Linked DNA regions of Mus musculus: all the other regions are linked to region 1. A link is a contact called in public ChIA-PET, Hi-C, HiChIP or PLAC-seq and promoter capture Hi-C data. All regions are on one chromosome and are shown on one strand. The core of a region is the stretch at or near the end of the contact, and the rest is flanking DNA. Distances in the headings are between cores, read along the strand shown. Region 1 has its middle 130 kb from the start of Gm12707. Region 2 overlaps Junos (a long non-coding RNA gene). Region 3 holds the start of Fggy (FGGY carbohydrate kinase domain containing). Region 4 overlaps Junos (a long non-coding RNA gene). Region 5 has its middle 7.4 kb from the start of Gm32240.

The links. Promoter capture Hi-C pulls out the DNA fragments that hold promoters and counts their contacts. Hi-C and Micro-C count contacts between places; a contact is called where the count stands out from the background. ChIA-PET counts read pairs in DNA pulled down with a chosen protein or histone mark. HiChIP or PLAC-seq counts read pairs in DNA pulled down with a chosen protein or histone mark.
Region 2: a contact with region 1 is called in an H3K27ac HiChIP or PLAC-seq map of microglia, with 7 times the contacts expected there. The contact joins two enhancer-like sites. A contact is called at or near these places in 1 of 15 datasets of contacts at CTCF or cohesin (the NIH/3T3 cell line), 4 of 484 Hi-C or Micro-C datasets (the HPC-7 cell line, bone marrow-derived macrophages, granulocyte-monocyte progenitors and 1 more) and 2 of 115 datasets of contacts at active chromatin or transcription factors (memory CD8 T cells and microglia).
Region 3: a promoter capture Hi-C map of liver shows a contact between it and region 1. The contact joins the promoter of Fggy here to the enhancer-like site in region 1. A contact is called at or near these places in 7 of 39 promoter capture datasets (the C10 cell line, the HPC-7 cell line, cranial neural crest and 3 more), 4 of 484 Hi-C or Micro-C datasets (the C10 cell line, Th2 cells, bone marrow-derived macrophages and 1 more) and 2 of 9 other capture datasets (adipose tissue and liver).
Region 4: a Hi-C map of the HPC-7 cell line shows a contact between it and region 1, with 4 times the contacts expected there. The contact joins two enhancer-like sites. A contact is called at or near these places in 5 of 484 Hi-C or Micro-C datasets (the C10 cell line, the HPC-7 cell line, LSK cells and 2 more), 2 of 115 datasets of contacts at active chromatin or transcription factors (the HPC-7 cell line and memory CD8 T cells) and 2 of 9 other capture datasets (bone marrow-derived macrophages and liver).
Region 5: an RNA polymerase II ChIA-PET map of memory CD8 T cells shows a contact between it and region 1, with 17 read pairs. The contact joins two enhancer-like sites. A contact is called at or near these places in 2 of 484 Hi-C or Micro-C datasets (bone marrow-derived macrophages and cerebral cortex) and 2 of 115 datasets of contacts at active chromatin or transcription factors (memory CD8 T cells and microglia).

The regions. Positions count from the first base shown.
Region 1 is chr4:95,352,826-95,355,449 of GRCm38.p6, reverse strand. No RefSeq gene overlaps it. Among named protein-coding and RNA genes, the nearest start is that of Gm12707, 130 kb to the left of the region's middle. Within about 2 kb of position 1,324, at least 109 of the 459 cell types and tissues checked have an H3K27ac peak or open chromatin away from gene starts, as enhancers often do. A contact at or near this core is called in the HPC-7 cell line, LSK cells, Th2 cells and 7 more, where this site is marked.
Region 2 is chr4:95,105,658-95,108,281 of GRCm38.p6, reverse strand. The region is part of intron 1 of Junos (a long non-coding RNA gene); the gene reads right to left. Among named protein-coding and RNA genes, the nearest start is that of Junos, 55 kb to the right of the region's middle. Within about 2 kb of position 1,306, at least 285 of the 459 cell types and tissues checked have an H3K27ac peak or open chromatin away from gene starts, as enhancers often do. A contact at or near this core is called in the HPC-7 cell line, bone marrow-derived macrophages, granulocyte-monocyte progenitors and 2 more, where this site is marked.
Region 3 is chr4:95,556,200-95,558,823 of GRCm38.p6, reverse strand. It overlaps Fggy (FGGY carbohydrate kinase domain containing), which reads right to left and starts at 1,317. Exons shown (of 16, transcript NM_001113412.1): 1 at 1,233-1,317. It overlaps Gm40206 (a long non-coding RNA gene), which reads left to right and starts at 1,458. Exons shown (of 2, transcript XR_867942.1): 1 at 1,458-2,005.
Region 4 is chr4:95,160,161-95,162,784 of GRCm38.p6, reverse strand. It overlaps Junos (a long non-coding RNA gene), which reads right to left. Exons shown (of 5, transcript XR_867920.3): 4 at 1,330-1,594. Among named protein-coding and RNA genes, the nearest start is that of Gm12708, 32 kb to the left of the region's middle. Within about 2 kb of position 1,319, at least 294 of the 459 cell types and tissues checked have an H3K27ac peak or open chromatin away from gene starts, as enhancers often do. A contact at or near this core is called in the HPC-7 cell line, LSK cells, bone marrow-derived macrophages and 2 more, where this site is marked.
Region 5 is chr4:95,213,986-95,216,609 of GRCm38.p6, reverse strand. No RefSeq gene overlaps it. Among named protein-coding and RNA genes, the nearest start is that of Gm32240, 7.4 kb to the right of the region's middle. Within about 2 kb of position 1,284, at least 76 of the 459 cell types and tissues checked have an H3K27ac peak or open chromatin away from gene starts, as enhancers often do. A contact at or near this core is called in bone marrow-derived macrophages, memory CD8 T cells and microglia, where this site is marked.

The sequences.
Region 1 (2,624 bases), core at 75-2,574:
CTCTGCCTCTTCCCAGTACTTTGGTTGTTTCTGTCAGCATTCCTCAGTTCCCTTTCAATGCCTTTTTGCCTACTCCAGGTGTCAGTGACTAGTCTTCATGGAACCCAAGGTCAAACCCCTTTCTGGAGTGCTCGGTGACCAGTGACTGCCTCAGCTACTGTTTTGTGATCTCTGAGGTCACAGAGTTCTAAGTGGGATAAACAACATCACTTGAAGATCTCACTGTGGGCTGCCTCCTCACTCACAGGCCTGCCTCCATCTTCTCCCTTTCCTCTCTCAAACATCCTGCATGCTTAACATTTGAGTCTGGTTTCTTGGGAGACCACAGCATGTGACAAGAGTCTATCACAGAATCTTCAGATAACCCAAAAGCTTGGAGAAAGCAAGACACTGCCCCCATCAATTCCTAACTCACCAGTAGGTTTTTGGTGTGTGTGTGTGTGTGTGTGTGTGTGTGTGTGTGTGTGTGTGTGTGTGTGTAGGGGGGGTTGTTTGGTTGGTTTTTGGTTTGGTTTGGTTTTATTTAAATAGCAAATACAGGAACCTGCTCACTGAACTGTTCAGTGAAGGAAGACTAGTTGCGATGCCCTAGGATAGCAATTATACCATTCAAATCGATCAGCTCAAACACGCAATTCTGAACTATTATTTCTGTTCCCATTTTGCAGATGAATAAAGTAAATCACCTTGCGGCTCTAAATTCTGCCTAAGGACACATATTTAGGGGGTGGATCTGGCTCCTAGTCACTTATTAGTGCTGCTTATATCCATGTGGCTATGTATCTCTCATCCACCAGTGTATTAAGCAGGGACAGAAAAGCACTGAATGTGGAAAGAGAGACAGCCAGCTTATATTTCACAGGCCTGGAATCATCACAGAACATTTCTGGTAAAGAAATGTCTGTTCTAAGAGTGTGGTATATTAAGGGTACCAGCTTGTCAAAGCACCCTGGAGAATTTTGATGCATGGGTGAGTTCTGGTGCCATTAATGTAGTTGTTGGCACACTGAAGATGCATTTTAGAGCCCTTCAAGGAAGGATTGGGCATGGCCATCTTGGCAAGGAGAGGGAGCAGCCCAGACTCTATCCTTTTCTAGGGTCGTGGGTCTGGGGCCAGGGCTCTTTGAGCTGCACTTCCTGAGATCTGGCTAGCAAGCTGCCTGGGCATGGGGAGCCACAGACCTAAAGCCAGGGATCCCTCAGGAAGTGGAAGCTTTGGGGGAGGCACCGGAAAGGGGAGGGGTGAGCGAAGCCCCCTCCCTCCAAGCATTGTGCGTTGCTTCCTCCAACAGGATGCCAGGAGCACCACAGAATGGGGACTCATTTGTCTTCATTTGAGGCACAATAACTTGCCTACCGCTGGCCTTTTTCTCCGGCTTTGCTGAGAGCAACAGGATGTGGGTTCTGCCAAGAAAGAAGGAAGGAAGGAGGCAGGCCAGGGAAATGACAGGAGCTGGGGTTGTGTAGCCCTCCAGCCTGACCCTGGACCCTGAAAGCCTTCAGACTGTCTGGGTCCAGCTGAGCCAGTGCGCAGCTGAAGGGCAAGCGACTGTAAGCTATGGAACTAGGAGAATCTGAGTTATAGCTGCTGGCCATCCGAGCGGCCTGCAGCCGGCTTTTACCTTAATCTAGTTTGCTTTGAACATTTCGAAAGAAAAACAGACGATTTCAGTTCAGAGTAGAACTTTCTTTCCTTTTTTACAACAAAAATCCCAAACAAAACAACAACAAAACCTTGCTTTGCAGTTGAGATTTTGTTGTGCTCACCCAAGTTGCCCCCCCCCACACACACACACCCCTCTACTCTCCTCTTCTCACTGCTGTGCAGTACAGTAGGGCAGAGAAGGAAGCTTACCAGTGACAAAGTTAGGGAGAGTGACTTAGTGGCTTAGCTCGAAATGCTGGAATCAACATTTCGTTTTACCTACAAAGGAATAAAAAAAAAATGTCAATGAGCTTTAATGAATATTTGTTAATTATTATGACCTACATGTATATAGCAGAAACTGGGCTTCCGGTCAGTCCCTCAAAGCTAACCCAGAAACTCACAGTTCAACAGGCCCTCAACCAAGTAGTCCACAACCTACAAGGTTAGGACTGTCCACATCTCAAGAGCCAGTGTCCAAAAGACCCAGAGGCTTTCCTAAAGAGAGGTTATATTGTAGTTTTCGTTCCAAAATTATTTCAAAAATCACAATTTTTATTCTATTTTACTTAATTTCGTGGTGTATGTATGTGTGTGTGTGTGTGTGTGTCAGTGCATGTACAGAGGTCAGAAAACACAATTTGTGGGAGTCGGTTCTCTCCTTCCACCATGTGGGATCAGGGATCAAACTCATGCTGGGCTTGACAGCAAGTGCCATTATCTGCTGAGCCATCTCTAAAGCCCAAGATCATAATTTTTCCAAAGCATACTGGTAGCTCTTTCTATTTTCTGCCTTTAATCCAGAGGTGGGATGCAGGGATAAGGGAGGACCAGGGCCTGAAGGAGTTTTTGGTGATGGGTCCTGGAATAAGATTATGAAAGAAAATAGGCCACTAATCCTGATAAACTCCCACCGCAGCCCTGGACCCCGTGCGTGGTCCCACTAGGTCCCTCCTCTCTTAGTGTCACTCAGGGGTGT
Region 2 (2,624 bases), core at 57-2,556, 250 kb after region 1:
AAAACTTCCAATAATAACACATAATGCAATGCACACAACACCATCTGAGAAACAACCCTACCTACTTAACCCTCTCTTCTCTTGAAGTTTTTCCTCAGCTTCGGGAAGCTAAGATGGGCAGGGTGGGGGCACTGTTCAGTTCTTCCTGGAGCTGTGCATGTACTTAGCTGGCAGTGAAAATGGTTGAGCTTAGAGGAAAGACAATCCTAGTCTTGTATGTGGGAAACTTGACTCTTGCAGCATCTATGATGCCCTTAAAAGAGGAGTGGTGACTTCGACTTCACAAGAATACCAATTAGATGTTACCCCCCATACCATGCTCTCTATCTGCCTCTTCATGGAGGACAAAGGTGATTCCTTTGCAAAGCAGGCATTCTACAAATATTACTTTCCCTCCTTGCCACATTTGAAAGCACTGAGACTAAAAAACATGCATGTCTGCTTTTATCATTGGGTTAAAAGTCCACAGGAAACTGTGGGGTTGTCTAGCGACCACTTGTTCACCCCAGTCAAATGTTACAAAGTGACAGTCAACGAAAATAAACTAGTAGCTGAGAGGGGAAAAAAAGACTCTTCCTCTAAACTCTAAAAGAGAATGACATCCAGAAAATCAAATGTTTCTCAAAGAATCAACAATATTTTTGATGATGGAAGGATGAATAATCAAACATATGGATTACATTTCCGTATACTGTGTAGCACCTAAGATCCCAGAGGGAAGGGAGGGTGCTAGTAAAAATGTTTTTCATGTTTTATTAAAACCTCAAGTTTCTGAGAACTAATTTTATGACTAACACACAGACATACATCCTCTCACATGCTGGGAGGGGGGAGGGAAAGGGAGGGGGAGGAGAAGAGAGGAAAAGGAAGAGGAGAGAGGGGGAGGCAGAGAGGGGGGAGAAGGGGGAGAGGAGGGGAGGAGAGAGAGGGAGAGGGACAGGGAGAGGGACAGGGACAGGGACAGGGACAGGGAGAGGGAGAGGGACAGGGAGAGGGACAGGGAGAGACTGTTCGAGACTGTTCAACTGTCAAAGAATATACTTTAAAAAGTGTTTCCTCCTCAAAGCTTCTTCCTTGCGCCAGTCAGCCCCAATTCCTCAGTGCTCACCTCAGTCATTAGAAATTTGCGAGGCACAGTGAACTTGGCTCTCAAGCTCTGCTCACTTTCCTAGTGTGGAACCCTAAACTCTGTATTCTCTTTCAACAGGTGAAACGGTCCGTGTCGCACAGAGAATCTGAGTGCCCAATGGAGCAAAACATGCGAAAGCACCTTTCGACTGCTCAGTGCAGCTCCTTTAACTTCCTGGAATTGCCCTGCAGCTCACATAGCCATTCTTACTCTTCTGACACCATCCTGTGTGTCCCTAGGCAGACAACTCTGTGCCCGGTGTTTATTAGAAGGTGGGATGGTGTGGATACTGACAGTACCTGTGTCACACAGTGGAAATCACAATGAAATCAATGAAGAACTGTAAAGTACTTAGGAGCAACCTTGCCAAAATTTAAAAGAAATGAGGAATAGAGGAAGGGAGGGGAGGGGGAGAAACAGCCTATCATCGGGGAACTAGGAGGATGCTGGGATCGATGTTCAGTCCTTGATGTGGACTCTCCAATTTTCCCAGAGACATTTTCGAAAATGCAAACAATCCCAAAAGGCATGAATAACATTCAGTTCAGGGTGCACTTGCGGCACTGTATACGTACGAGTACTGTATACAGGATCACACACTGAGGAGTTACTGCTCATGCGCAGAGAAACCTCTGACATCCTGGAAGGAGGTGTAGGGGTGCCGATGAAATGAACAGACAAGAAGTGGGGAAATTGAAGCAAGGGGCCCAGGAGCGAGGTTTCCCTGCTGTGGCCTTGGCCTTAGGCAGACCGCTTGTAACCTTGGATTGAGCATTCAGCACAGAGTTTGAAAGAATTCTCACAGTGACAATAAGGCTATTGTGAGGGAAAAGAAACGCTGTGCTAGAGCACCTTAGTCTACTCTGCACTCCACATCTGGTCCAGAGCCGCCCAACTGCTGCCCTCTGAGCAGACAGGAACTGCCGATTCATGAAAAGGGGAAATCAGTAGGCTGCTTCCTCTGTTCGGTTAAAAAAGAGGATTTTTGTGGAGACCACACTGCACTCACTCATCCCAAGTGCATTTCCTCTCCCTGTGACATCGACAGTTGCCAGCAGCTAGCCGTGGCCCGATGACTAATTCTTCCTCCGGCAGAAAGAAACCAGACCTGGCCATTCAGTTCCCCCTTTCAATGCCCTGATTCTCACTGGACCCAGGTTCTCTGAGACACGGAGGAAATTTTCAGCTCTGGTTGCATCCATCAGCCACTCAGCCACTAAAGGAGACAGGAGAGAGAGAGGGAGAGAGAGGGAGAGAGGGAGAGAAGGAGAGAAGGAGAGAGAGAGAGAGAGAGAGAGAGAGACAGAGACAGAGACAGAGACAGAGACAGAGTCAGAGAGAGACAGAGGGAGAGAGAGAGAGAGGGGGAGAGAGAGAGAGAGAGAGAGAGAGAGAGAGAGAGAGAGAGAGAGAGAGAACGAACAAAGCCCTCTTCCTGATCCCGGCAGAAGCCAAAGGCAGGGAGTAACTCTACCATCCATCCAAATGCTGCAAC
Region 3 (2,624 bases), core at 68-2,567, 200 kb before region 1:
AAAGGTTATAGAAAAAGAACTAAATTCCAGAAGACAAAGCCCAGCAAAATTCATGAGAGCCTGGATAAGAACCTGGCACCCTTCCCAGAAACACAGTGCTCCACCAACTGGGTTATTCCCTCCTCCTTACTTGCAAACTTTGACTTCCTAATCCTAAGCCACCCCCCCCCCTCAAAAAAAATCATCCATAGGCCCTCCTCATCCCCTATTTTCCACCCCAGACCCCATCAGTCAGGAGCAGTCCTCTGGGGCTCTTATTCATACAGCCAGGGCAGAAGCCTTTAAGTCAAGACCAAGCATGACAGCTGCATTAGAAGGAGACTCCAGAAGACAGACTAGCAGCACCCCCAGCTAGCAACAGAAAAGAGAAACATCAGGACTCACATAGCTCACAGTAAAGACGGGAAACCCTTTAAAAAGGACAAGAAAATGAAACAAAAGACAAATCTACAAATCCAGCCACAAACTCAGACTTTAATTCTTCCTTATGGATTTGCTCCCTAAAAGCACAATCCAATGGGACCTTTTGAATTGACACACACACACTTGATCAAAAAAGAGTCAAACTTGGCCACAGTTTGCCCTTTAACTAGGAGAAGAAATTCGAGCTAAAATGTAAGCAGTGCTCCAGTGAATGGACCAGTGACAGAGGAGTTCCCCCACAGTGTGTGTCTCCATCCTGAAATGGTCATGAAGTTCATAAACATGGAAAGATCCCCCTATACCCTTCCTGGCCTGCAGCCCTGTAACAAGACAGATGGCATTATCCCATTTAAACTGAAGTACGCACCAAACACTATCTCCAGATGCTCAGCTTCTATAGCCTTAAACAGCACCAGCCTTGAAACGCTTTTACATTGCCAAACTTGAAATCAACGACTTAAAATGTTTAGAGAATTGTCCCCAAATTGGGGTGCGGGGCGGGGGTGCATTGCAAAATTCTCTTTTCTGGGAGAAAGAAAAAACACTTTATTTAATTAACTGTACACTACTCAGAGAGATAGGGCCTTAGGCCCCAGACATCTGTAGGGCAGTCATTGGGATGCAGTAAAGGCCTCTCCCTTGGGCAAGACACCTCACCCAGAATACACAAGAAACTGAAAGGCCAACCAGTGGCCTGGCTGTGAGACCCAAAGGTGAAGGAGGGAAACATTTAGCAGGCTAGAGAAGCTTTTGGGGGGAGCTGGCTAAGAGCCTGCGTGCCTGCAAGAACCCCTGGGAGGGTCACTTACTTGTCCAATATGAAATCACATTCTAGCTAGCAGGCCAGCAGGCCACCATGCACAGCCGCACCGCACCCAGCAGGGCGGTCCAAACAAGCTGTGACTCCGCCCGCTTCAGTCCAGCCCCTCCAGCAACCCTTGTAAGGAGCAACCTGATTGGTCCTTTGAAACGGGCACCGTGAATGGCCAGTACTTGTGAGCCCTGCTCCTCCCCACTGTACTGTAAGTCTTGGGTTTGCATTTCAAAATCCTTTCGCTGCCTGGATTTTAAAGATGCCCAGGCAACAGAGACGGCTCAATCTAAGCAATCCCCTCTGAGCGCCAGCTAACCTAGCCAACCTACAGTATGTGGTGGATATTTCCTGTTAAATCGCCCTCGGCTGAGCACCAGGATTGCTATGGGCTTCAATTCCTTGAACCCTTTATACCTGGTGCTTTTCAGGAACTCTCACACTTTATGCTGTGGTCGAGGCTTTGAGGTAGAGACGACACCGTAAATCTAAAAGATAGATGACCCCTGCCTTTGAGAAGTTGACATACCAGTAAGCTACATGGACTCTCGGTACCCTCATCGCTAGATACTGAGAGTCCAAAACCGGTTTGGCTTTTTTTTTTTCTTTTTTTTCTTTTTTCTTTTCCTGGGGACTATTCCAAGGTTGCGAAAACCAACCCTTCTCGATAACAGAGACTTCCTTAGTCAGACCTAGTGTGTTTATTATGTTAAGACTAGTATCCACATGACCTGAGAGTAAACGAGTGATCGATCTCTCTCCGTCATCCAGGTAAGAACTCGGTGAGGCTGAGGCCACAGGATTAGTCCTGCACTCTCCTGGAGGTCTTGGTTTGGATTTATTTTCCTCTACACAAGCAGTGTTCAACCTTCTTTGGTGACCTATATCAGATATTTACATTATGATTCATAACAATAGCAAAAGTAGATATGTGAAGTAACAAAAAATATAATTTTATGGTTGGGTCACAACAACCTGAGGAACTATTATAAAGGGTCTCAGCATCCGGACAGTTAAGAACCTAACTGTTAAGATCTACACTATGATTGCATTTCCAGCTATTCAAAAAATTGTCTGCACAGTCTCAGATCTGTTACTTAGTCATGTGGACCAAGCATACAACGGGAATTATAATATTAAGACCTGGTTGTCTTTCTTTCCGGAGCACTATGAAGAACAAATTAAGTACCAGACATGTATATGTTTTGCAAAAGTTTGGATGCTTAATACACATGCTACATTGGCTCAGCTCTTCCTTAATGTATCCCAGAAATGCAACGCGCCTGTTGCCTCACAGTCTATGGCTTGGGTGGGAACCTGAAAGGTCTCCTCGTTGCTAAACATAAACTAGTGTGTTGGCCTTTGTGGATAGCTGTTTCTCGTCTTTGCT
Region 4 (2,624 bases), core at 70-2,569, 190 kb after region 1:
GCAAAGGAAAGGAGGTACCTTTGCTGAGGCAAACAGGTGTGACCCTGCTGGGGTGGGGTGTGGTCACTGGAGGAGAGAGAGCTAGGTGTGTGACACTTAGGCTAACGAGGCAGGAAGATCACGAGTTCAAGTCTGGGAGTTGGGGAGATGACTCAGCAGATTAGAGCTCTTGCTGATCTCCCAGAGGACCTATGCTCTCCTCCCAGCAACCAGCATAGGGCAGCACCTAACAGCCTCTAATTCCAGTTCCTGTCTTTTGAACTCCTTGGGCAAACACACACACACACAAGCACGCACGCACGAAGTGGGGGAGGAGCAGGAGGGGGAGAAAGAGGAAACGAAATATTTGGTTTTTTTGTTTTTTTTTTTTAAGGAGTTCAAGGCTATCCCCAGCTACTTGGTGAGTTAGAGACTATTCTAGGCTATATAAGGACAAGTCTCAAAGAAAGAGAGAAAAATTAGATACTGACCCAGAGTCTGAGATGAGCCAGTGACTTCTGGAAGCTTCAGAGTCCTCACCTGTACAGTGGACATAATGCCGGCTTTCCAAGTTTCTTTATGAAATGAGACACATGCACGACTATATCCTGACTCAGTGCTACTCTTTATATTCACCTCATAAAACTCCCTCCCTCAATAAAATTTTTTAAATGAGCATATTTTTACTTATGCTCCCAGAAGCACTAAGAATCTATCTCATGATTAGTCATACGCCATAACAATACAATTAATAATAATGTTAATTACTGCTGATTGAAGGCACTAAGTGCTTAATATGTATAATCTATAGCTAATCTAACCCTCGGAGCGTATCTAAAGATAAGTATCATTACTCCCATTTTATGGGTGAGGATAATGAGACAGAGAAGTTAGGAAATGTACACAGGTCACCCGCTGGGTAGGGATAGGTCTGGCCTTTGAGAAGAAAAAAAAAAGTGCATCTACAAAAAGGTCAGAGTAGAGTGAGGAATGCCCTGAGTTTGGAGTTCATGTTGGTCTTGGCGATCTCCCTCTGTTTCTTTCTCAGAAAGAAAGCAAACATTTTAAGTGTCCACGGAGAGAGGGGCAGCCTTACAGATGAGGAAGAAGGGTCCGAGCTCAGGCTCCCCCAGCCGCCCAGGACCGTGGCTGTCCTGCGCAGGTCCCTGCGCTGCCCCTTCCCACCGTGGGTGGCTCCCAGCGGCAGGGAATCACATTATCTGTTGGGAAGGCGTCCAACACCCTCCTCCCGCCAGCCAGTGTTTGCTCAAGGCCTAGCTCTTCAGAAACTGAAACCAGCAGCCCGAGCTGCCAGCCTGAGGACGCCCGCGGGCTCTGCCCAGGCTTTACCTTCTATGGGGAGGCCCGCGGAGGGCGGAGCGAGCCGGCGCCGCTGACGTGGCCGCCCTGCCCTCGCCCCGGGCGCCCGCCTCCTCCGCGCCGGGTGTGGGAGCGCGGGGCTGGGAGAGCGAGGTGCGCGGGCGTGGGAGCGCAGGAGCAGCCGGCGTCTGGTGCGGGAGGCTGGGGTGGCGAAGCGCGGGCGGGGCAGGCGGTGGCGGCCGGAGAGCCCGGGGCGAGCAGTGGAGGGCAGGAGAGTAGGGCGTGAGTCTTAGAGCTAGGAGAGGAGAAAGAAAATAATGTCTGGTCATTATGTTTGGCGACAGGGACCGAACCTAGTACCCAAGAAGCGCTCAGGACATGTTGACAGTGGTACTGTCCTTGCCCATCCGATAGGGGGACAGTGTGCCCTATGAGTTTATGAACTTTCTTCCTTCACAGTGTTTAGGCACAGACTGAAGGAGATCAGGCGATCCGAGAGGGTGTAAAGGATGAGAATGGATAGGGACTCAAACTTGCTGTCTCCCAACACTGATGTGATGACCTCAGAAAGCTTGAGCGGGACAGTAGCTGAATTAGAATCCAGAAGGCAAACTTAGAAAAGCACTTTGTAAACCACTGACTTAAGACAAAGGTCTCTTTCACCTTCAGAGTTCCTTCAGCTACGTCCTCTTACTAGCAAAGCAAATAAACCCACAATTTGCTTCCTAAATAATTAATCAAAACCCAGAAGTCACTCAACACATTTTCAGTAAATATTCACTGGAAATGTCTAAGTACCAGTTGTGGCCAAGTGCTATGCTGGGCACTCAGGGGGTGGCAAAGGAGACGAACAAAGGCTATGTCCTCATGCATTACCCAAACTGTTGGACACAGAAATCGAACAACTCAGATACTGACATCCAACTAACCAAAGATACAGGTGTGTCTACAGTAGACAGATAATGTTTTCAGTCAAAAGTAAATAAAGGTGTCTTTCTCTTCTGTGGCCTCATAAGTAGAGAGAGAATCTTGCCTCTGTACATGAGCTAGAGAGAGAGGGGGGAGAGAGAGAAAGAGATAGAGAGAGTATTAATTCTGTTATGGATCTAGCAAGTCCAAGTTCCTGAGATTAGCAGCATAAGGCTGCGTGGAGAAAGCCTACAGGAAGAGCCCATGGCTTGCTTCCTGTTTATGTGTCCCTCCTCACAAGAAACTCCTAACAGATGGCCCCCACTCAGTTCTCAGTGAGTGAGTGTCTAAGAGGATGACCTTTGAAACCAGGTTTCAAGAGTTGACTTCAAGGCCTGTCTTAGCAGACCTCTAAC
Region 5 (2,624 bases), core at 35-2,534, 140 kb after region 1:
TTCTATTGGACACAATGTCAACTCATTATAAGCATTACCATCACTAGCAGGCATATGCTTTACGAAGCTGAAGGCTGCAGTTGCCTGTGTAGCCCCAGGCAAATCCTCTGGCAGTACACTTAGCTGAACACCTATTGTCCCTGCACTATCTCCTGTTCTTCCAAGCCCCTTGCCTCACAAGGGTGCTTGGGGTGCCTGGCAGTGGAATTGTGTGGAGCAGAGTGGGACAAGAGTTTGCCTTCCAGCCTAGTTTGCATGCCTGTTTTCTCTTACGCTGGAGTCTCAGTCTCAGACACCAAGCCTGAACCCTGTTGTTCTCCTCTCACTGGCTCTTCCTGCTTTCTCAGCACTTCAACCTCTAGCCACAAACTCTCTAAGTGCATTGCCAACTTTGCAAACCTTTCTAACACAAGAGAATTGAGTAACCCTTCTGAGTTCTCAGCTTTCCTCCCAATCTTTTTCAAAATGATATACATGAAAACTACGAAGCAAAACCAGAAAGCCCCATCTGGAATCAAGGCAGGAAATCACCCAGCAGCAATAGCTGATGTTTTGCCTACCTCCTTAAATAACATTGCTAAACCATCAAACTGCTGATTCCTCTACTACATTAGAAATGAAGTATGAACTTATGCCTAATTTCCATGATGGACACTTAGATATTTTTTTCAAAACTTACTTTATTTAAGGTTCTTAAATGCTTCAACCTCCCTTCTAACCCACCAACCAGAAGTAGGAGGAAAAGAAGGTTAATAGGAAAAGCGTGGTATGGGCCTGCTTAGAAGTAGTTCCGTGAGGTAATTACTCTCTTCATTGTCAGAACATCAGCAATCTAGTTCAATAGCAAACACCAAATACAAATCAGTAGCTGCTGTATGATCCAGTAGAAACAGCAAGGCTCCACTAAATTGGCAGGAGTTAGAAAAAACAGCCAGAATACCCATAAGCACTCAGCAGAGAGGAGGCAGAGAGGTAGAGGGAGAGGGACAAGGACAGGGGGAGGGGAAAGGAGGGGAGAGAGAGAGAGAGAGAGAGAGAGAGAGAGAGAGAGAGAGAGAGAGAGAGAGAGAAACCTATGGGGAAACTCCCATTCAAATCAGCACAGTGGCTTCACCTGAGACACGACACAGAGATGTTTGGAGAAGTTCTTTGGTGTGTTCCTCTCTACAAAGTGAATACTAACAAAGACCAGTGAAAACCAGCGAAGACCAGGAAGCATTGCACAATATAACAATGCAAGAGTGTCCTCTCACAGTTTGTGGGGTTCCATTTATAGTCTTTCTAAATCTCACGTACCCTCTCACGTGTCTGATTTCAGCAAAACATCACATGCCCTCTTACAGGACAGCTCTCCACCCTGCCCCCCCCCAAATCACGTGACACGCTGAGTTGTTAAAGAAACCGGAAATTTCCACTTCAGAAAATGCTCACAGACCATTCTGCTAGAGTTTCTTTCTCCTGGGTGACTAACTATCATATTTAAGCTATAGTTCTTAAGTATGAATTGAGCTGTTGTACCTACTAGCTATAGGGCTATGGAGACATCATCTAATTTCTCTGTGCCTTGGCTTCCTCATCTGTAAATGCATAGTGTGATGGGTATTGTGGGAGTTAAAGGATATGTACAGACATTCCTCACACACTTCTTCAACAATAAGAACAACTAATTATTCCTTTCCAGTGTGGATCATCATGGTAGGGAGTGTGGTACCAAACAGGCTGCCATGGTGCTAGAGCAGTAACTGAGAGCTCCGATTGGATCCACAGATTGCAGACAGAAAGAGATCAATACTGGGTCTGGTGTGGGCTTTTGAAATCTCAAAGCCCCACTGAAAGATCTTGACTGGGCCTCCACATTCCACATTGCTCTCAGCACTACTATCTTCCATGATCCCCTGGATCACCCATTAAGATACATTTAAAGTGCTCAATTGCCTCCCTAGTCCAAAGTCCCAAAATCTGCCAAATTTCTCCAACAAAGTGCACTATCAGGTCTGCCACAGCATCAAGCCACTTCTGTATTAGTTAGTGTTATATTGCTGTGAGATAACACCCTGACTAAGGCATGTTATAAAGGAAAGCATTTAATGGGGGTTTTGCTTACAATTTTAGAGGGTTAGTCCATGATCATCATGGCAGGAAGCATAGTAACAGACAGGAAGGTATGCCACTGGAGCAGTAGCTGACTGCTTACATCTGACCTATAAGTACTTGGGGGGGGGGTGCTGCTAGAAGGCCACACCTCCTAATCTTTCCTAAACCAACTGGAAACCAAACATTAAATATGTGAGTCTATGGGGCAGTGCTCATTAAAAGTGATTTCACCTTAAGCACATAGATGCTTGGAAAAATGTGCCCTTAGACACTAGTTCCAATGACTGGGCAGGTGACCCAGGCTGGCAGCCAGGAAACAAGCACTGTTCTATCCACCCAGAACATTCTACCAGTTCTTTTTAGTCTCTTCTCCTGAGGTGATTACCAGTCAGGGGATTTATGACAGACCTTGAATTGGCTTCTAACCTGTTGGGAGATGATACGTGCTCTGCCCGGGTGTCAAATCATGTCTCAGGTGCTTCATGGGCTCTGATAGAGTCTTGGTTACTTTCCTACCAGGGTGATGAGGA